2 separate regions of the Pan troglodytes genome follow, and region 2 is linked to region 1. Evidence: chromatin contacts called from public Hi-C data. All regions are on one chromosome and are shown on one strand. Each heading gives the region's core, a stretch centred on a gene start, on an enhancer-like site or on the middle of the called end of the contact. The rest is flanking DNA. Distances are from core to core; before and after follow the strand shown.

Region 1 (3,335 bases), core at 523-3,022:
CCAGGAATGGAAGCTCCTGGGAAGGACAGCGAGTTCAGAGCTAAGGCCAGGCTGCTGGGGGGAAGGTCCTGCAGGGGAAGTCTGGACAGGGACAGAGAAACCAACCAAGACCTTGTGAGAGACCGTGGCTCCAGTGGATCTTTTTTTGTCTTCCCCGTCCCCAGCTAGGGGTCTCCTGCACACTGCAGAGTCCTGCTCTTGTCCCCCGCATGTTTCATAATCTGGAGACTCCTGGGGCTTGCTATTCCCCCTCCCAATTTGGCTCTGAGAAGCCTCAGGACTTCCTCTTCCTTCTGCTCTGGGACACTGTTCAGGGCGTCAGCCTACTGGCCTGAGGCTCCCACTCTAGATTTAATTTCCACCAACCCTAATGCCTCCAAATCCCCGGCTGAGACACCAGGCCAGGGTACAGCCTGCAGAGCTTATTCATGTGAAGCAGCTGTCTGATGACCGTGGTGAGAGTGGGGAGAAGCCTCTAGGCTCATGGCAACTGCCCCTCCCACCCCTAAGCCTGGGCTCCCTGCCACTGCCCCCACAAAGCTTTCAGGGGAAAAAAAGTTCTGGTCTAAACTGAGACCAGTGGTATTTCTTGGGTCACAAGACTGCGGCTGTGCCCCCAGGCAAATCTTGGTGACACCAGGTCCTCCTGGCAAGACTGAACAGGCTCCAGGGCTTGGCCACTGCTGTGGGTCCTAACCTTTGCTAGGCAAAGAGGCATCACTGGAAGGCTTGGAGCTTGGCAGGCCCTTTGAGAAGCCCCCAATATGCAGTCCTGCTGGACCAGGGTAGGAGGAGTTGCCCACCACCACCAGCAGCAAGGCAAAGGTCCATCTCTCCTCTTTCAGGCCTGGGACTGCCTCTGATGGGGAAACAAGACAGGTTTCAGCCCCAGACCTGAAAGAGCACTGAGCTGGATCTTGCTTCAGGTTCCCTCCTTTTAGCAGCAGCTCCAGCTCTCTGGAACCAGGAACAGGCCCTTCCCTGCCACCCCCTCCCATACTCCACTAGAATCCTGGAGAAACTCACACACTTACACCCACACGCTTATATACAGTCACTCCCAACACAGCACGCACAGACTGCACACGCCCTAATCGACAACAAATATCCTCCCTCCTCTGACACAGACAGCCCTGAGTTACAGAGACATGCGTTCTGCAGGGCCTGAAAGCCAGCTGTGTTTCTAGTTGCCAGAGGAATCTCATGCTTACCTTCTTCAAGAAACCTGGAGAGGCTGGGGTGCAGTGGCTTACGTCTGTAATCCCAGCACTTTGGGAGGCCGAGGCGGGTGGATCATCTGAGGTCAGGAGTTTGAGACCAGCCTGACCAACATGGAGAAACCCCGTCTCTACTAAAAGCAGAAAATTAACCAGGCGTGGTGGCGCATGCCTGTAATCCCAGCTACTCGAGAGGCTAAGGCAGGAGAATCACTTGAACCCGGGAGGTGGAGGTTTCAGTGAGCCGAGATCACGCCATTGCACTCCAGCCTGGGCAACAAGAGCGAAATACTGTCTCAAAGAAAGAGAGAGAGAGAGAGAGAGGAGAGAGGAGAGAGAGAGAGAGAGAGGAGAGAAGACAGAAGAGAGGAAGAGAGGAGAGAAGAGAGAAAGAGAGAAAGAGAGAGAGAGAAAGAAAAAAGAAAGAAAGAAAGAGAAAGAAAGAAAGAAAGGAAAGAAAGAAACCTGGAGAGAGGGACCAGTGTATGGGTACACAGGACGGTCACTCCCTAGAAGGCCTCTTTGTGGTCTTCATTCCACCACCCTCAGCCCAGATATGGCAATGTGGGGTGCCCTCTTGTGGCCAGAGCGGCCCTGCAGCCTCTTGGCAGGATCCCGGCTCCCCTTGGGCATCCAGACATCCCTCCTCCAGGCTGCCCACCCCCTGCATGTCAGGGCTCCACTCTCATTACTTCCAACTGGCCTCCCTCAGTAAAGATGAGAGTAACAAGACTTGTTCACATTGTTGTAAGGATGTCCCGAGAGCCCTGACAAAGAAGCCTGCTGCACTTCGCAGATGTTCACTAAACATGGGCTTCCTTTCTTCTTTTCTCCCTCCCTACTCTGAAGCTGCTTCTTTTAGAAAGTGGAAGAAAATGGAAAAAAAGAAAACCCAAGCTCCCAAGCAAATTACAGTTCTGATCTCCATCAGATCCAATAATCAACAGAGCATTAATTCGTTGTTTGCCCACAGGTAAACAATGTGGGTAGGGAATGTGAACTACCTTCACGTGTTAAATAAAATTTATAGGAGGCCATTGGTTTGGCCTGAGCTCCTGCAGTAGGCCCAACAGACCAAACCAAAGTGGAATTACTCATGTTGAAGTTCCACACCACCAAGTCAACACTAAATTACCTATCTGTCCTTGCAAGAAATCAGGAGAGGTAATAGCCAGATCCCCAAACACGTCAGTTTCAGCTGGCATCATGAAGAAGTTCCCTTTGCTTTAACCTTCATAAGGAAAGTAAGTCAGGAACAACCAATCTGCTTTTTGTTCTTTGTTTCTGCTTTCCTCAGCCCTTTTCATACTATGAAGCCAATCTCCTCTGCTCAGCTCATCAGAACATTCATTCTATTTTGTAGAATGAGGTGTTCCCTGATTCACGAATTGCTAATAAAAGCCAATTCAATCTATAACTAAATTTGTTGTAATTTTGTCTGACACATGGAAATTAGAAAAAAGAAAAATTTAATTAGAGCCCCTGCATGGTGCGAATGGGAATGAGTTGGTATCTCTTGGAACTTCTTGTTATAATAAAAGTGAGAGCCTCTGACCCAGGATTCCACTCCCCTACTCACCCCCACTGTGTGCCACCCCCCAGCCTAGGCTCTTGATCAGAAGAGGGCAGAGAAGAAGGGGTGGAGGAGCAGACAACTTTCACCAGGACTCTGGCTACGACCCCTCAGGGCATGGTCAGCTGAGATGACCTCAGCTAGAAGAATAGGGAGCTGCTCATGAGCAGTGATTTCAGAAACAGTAGCCTGGATCCGCTGCCCCAAAACCACCCTCCTCACCTATCATCTAAGATTCCACTAGGGAGACTTGATTTACCCAGCTATTGAGATGCTGTGGGAAATGATTCAAGCTAAGAAATGAACAACTAACAGAAGGCAATTCCCTCCCAACACAGCACTCCCAGCTTAGCACTTGACCCAGCTAATGTGGTCTCAGCCTGAGCACTGACAGTGACAGGGACTCATCCTCTCAAGCAGCCCTTTTGGTGCCCAGGCAGCTCCAACTGCTAGAAGGCTCTTCTAACACTGGGTCAGCTTCTGCCAGGCAGAGCCACAGAGCAAGGGCTTATGGGTGCCAGGCCTGTGCCAGGCTGTGAGGAAGA
Region 2 (3,335 bases), core at 283-2,782, 160 kb after region 1:
GTGCCAGGGCAGGGACAGTCTCTTCTGGCCTGGGAATCTGGAGGGGCCCTTGCAGACTCTGGGATCACACAGGGTGGTGAGCCTGAGAAGGGTGGCCTGAGGGAGTTTCTCTATCCCAAGAGTGAAGCAGGGTGATGGTAGGGAGGGGTCTAAGAATCACAGCTGTCATCTCTCTGGCCTTGGGAAGGAGCTGAGGGTCAAGGAAGGAGCAGAACCTGACAGATTCCTGCTGGAAGAGGCACGTGGGAAAGATACCTGAGGCCCTGATCCTCTTTGCTTCCACCTCCTACCCACTATGGCACCTGCTTCCTGGACTCACATGGAGCTGGCTTGGCTTAGCAGCCCTTGCCCCCATTCCCACACCAGAGGGCTAGAATGGGGACACTCCAGGTCCCTGAGCCTTTGAAGGCCACAGCCTCCAATAGCTTTCCATTTCTCCCTAAGAACCTCTCTTCCCTCACCTCTCTAAAGGGAGGCAGAACTGAAACATATAGGATGGTGGGGCCCCGGAAGGACAGAGACCCCTGAGTCCTAGCTCCTAGGAGCGAGAGCATAAGGGGAATCTGGAGGAACACAGAGGAAGAGGTGCCAGTTCCCAGGGGATGGGTGTGCTCCCTGGGCTGAGCTTCCCACTCTTCTAGATGTGCCTCTTTCCTGAGTAGAGATCTCTTCTCCCTGCCCTCCAGGAACCCTCCTTTTGACCATCACAAATGCAGCTTTGTCTTCTCTCAGGTGATCCTATTTCACTCTGAGCTGCAACATCCTCCAATCCAACTCAGGCATCTCTCCTAGGAACCCCAAAGCCCAAAAGACCTTGGTGGGGTGGGGAGCAGAGGGGTGGGGGTGTTCATTTGGGCTCTCATCCCTGGCATTCTATTCCCTCCCTCCCTGAAACAGCTGGACATAGAAGCTTCTGGGATGTGTTTTTCGACTTCCATGCTCCTGCCTCAATTTCCTAGCCTATTTTTCCTAAATCCCAATCCAGGGGTTTAGTGAGGCTGAGTTAGCAGCCTGCATTACAAGGGTTTGAGGATGTGAACCACAAGAATCTTCAACCTTTCTTCACCTTCTCTCCCCACAAACCCCCCTAACGCCTACTCATTCCTCCACATTCTGAGCCCCCACACCTGGGACCTACCTGGTCCACGGTGGTGCCCACTGGTTCGATCTGCTGCCCTGAAGTCTTCCTTGCCACTGAGCCAGGGACCAGCACTCCGAAAGACAGACTTTGGGAGGGAGCGGCCAGCTTGGGTGCTGTCTAGTCCGGAGACCTGTCCCCTTCACCAAGTTGCTGCGCCCCCGGGACAGCGGGGTTCTGGTCAGGTTGGCATCATCCGCAGGGCGGGCCGGGCTCTGGGCACAGGGGAGCTCTGGGCCCGGCCCCGCCAGCTCTGCAGAACTCAGCCGGGTTTTTTCCAAGGTTCCTGCCGGCAGGCCGGGGAGCGCGCAGCCGCCGCAGCAACCGCCGCCTCGCCCCGGGCTACCCCCGCTCCTCCAGCCCCGCGTGGGCGCCGCCGCCTCCTTCGGGACAGTGCCAGGCGCTCGGCTGAACGGATGGGCACAGCCGAGACGCAGCGGCCCCTGGCGGCCGAGGGCAAGAGGAAGGGAGAGAGGACATCCGGCCCCCGCAGGTTCAGTGAGGATGGACACCTCCGTGGTGGCAACTCAGAGGAGGTCCCTCAAAACCCTGAAGGTCTTGTGGCCCCCAGTGCCCTGGCTCAGGGGAGGTGGAGGTGCTGGGGGGAAAGGAGCTGGGAGTGACGAGTGATTGACTAGACCCTCAGGGTTTTTGAGCTTTGAAGATTGCAGAACTGCATTGTCCAATACGGTAGCCACTAGTGGCATGTTGATATTTAAATTTAAATCTAAATTAATTAAACAAAACTTAAAATTCAGTTCCTCATTAGTAGGCACCATATTTCAAATGCTCAATAGCCACACGAAGATAGGGACTGCTGTATTGGACAGAGCAGATGTAGAACATTCCCGTCAGTGCACAAAGTTCTGTTCAGCAGCACTCTTCTAGAATGATATTTAGGAGGGAATAGTAAATGTCTCTTCCTCTCCCAGGAGTGGTGCTCTCAGGGGCTGGGAGGGCTAGAGGAAGTATGAGGGTGTGGGCATTAGGCAGGAGGACAGTAGTAGGCTACGAATGGTCCCTATGGAAGTTAAGTGTGAATACCAACATGGGAACCAAATTCTGAGACCTAGTTTCTTGTTTCTCTTTCTTTCTTCCTTCCTTCCTTCTCTTTCTTTCATTCTTTTTCTTTTCTTTTTTATTTATTTATTTTTTGGGGACAGGATCTCATCACTCTGTCACCCAGATCTTGGTTCATTGTAATCTCCACCTCCTGGGATCAAATGATCCTCCCATGTCAGCCACCTGAGTAGCTGGGACTATAGGGGTAGTCTGTAGTGCACTACCAAGCCAGGGTTAATTTTCTGTATTTTTTGTAGAGACAGGGTTTTGCTATGTTGCCCAAGCTGGTCTTGAACTCCTGGACTCAACTGATCCATCCACCATGGCCTCTCAAAGTGCTGGGATTACAGGTGTGAGCCGCCACTCCTGGCCTGAGACCCAGTTTCTTTATCAGAAAAATTGTAATGTAATTAATTGCAACTGAATAATTCTTTACAGAGATCTGTTTTGGATGCGAATGTATTAGACAAATGAGAGGAAGTGGTGTTCTGTGAATTTGAAGGGACTTTCCTCTTAGTTTAAGAGGCCTTTGGGTTTAGGGTGATGTGAAGGGGAGAGACAAGGCAGAAGATGACCAGTTCTGGGCCCTGAGCCACCACTGTGGCCTGAGATAAAGGGGCCTGTCTTGAGGCTGTCCAGTCCCCCTCCTTGGCTCAAGCTTCACACTCCCCCAGCAGGGCCAGCCACTAAGCAGAGTCTCACTCTTCACAGAGAAAAACATCCCACAAGTCTGCTTCTTCATACCCCACCCCCTTTTCTCTCTCACTTTCCGCTGCCTCAGGGATGAGTAGAGGTGATGACCTCACCAGGTTCTGGGGCAGTCTGAGGATGGAGGAGGCATAATGGTGCCAGGAATAGGAGGTGAGAGGTTCAGGGAGGAGGAGCCTTAGGATTAGGCCATGGCTGGGGGCTGTTCTGGAGCCCCAGGGAGCTGTTATCCTCCCTGCTGATCATCTGGTGCTGGGGCTGGGGGGGGTCTCTTGGCTTAGCTTTGCGGACAGCTTGCAGCCACACCATGGTGGGTGCTAGAAAGGGCAGGGAATAGGGAGCTGGGTGACACGAAGAAGTGGTAAGTAAACTGCCCCAGAAACACTGAATAATAAAAACAACCAGGAGTTATATTTGTTTCTTCAGT

The links. Hi-C and Micro-C count contacts between places; a contact is called where the count stands out from the background.
Region 2: a contact with region 1 is called in a Hi-C map of induced pluripotent stem cells, with 4 times the contacts expected there. The contact joins the promoter of TAFA3 here to the enhancer-like site in region 1. A contact is called at or near these places in 3 of 7 Hi-C or Micro-C datasets (induced pluripotent stem cells and stem cell-derived neural progenitor cells).

What each region holds. Positions count from the first base shown.
Region 1 is chr1:118,315,934-118,319,268 of NHGRI_mPanTro3-v2.0_pri, forward strand. No RefSeq gene overlaps it. Among named protein-coding and RNA genes, the nearest start is that of SLC16A1, 73 kb to the left of the region's middle. Within about 2 kb of position 1,773, at least 8 of the 24 cell types and tissues checked have an H3K27ac peak or open chromatin away from gene starts, as enhancers often do. A contact at or near this core is called in induced pluripotent stem cells, where this site is marked.
Region 2 is chr1:118,471,942-118,475,276 of NHGRI_mPanTro3-v2.0_pri, forward strand. TAFA3 (TAFA chemokine like family member 3) reads right to left here and starts at 1,533. Exons shown (of 6, transcript XM_001155198.5): 1 at 1,139-1,533.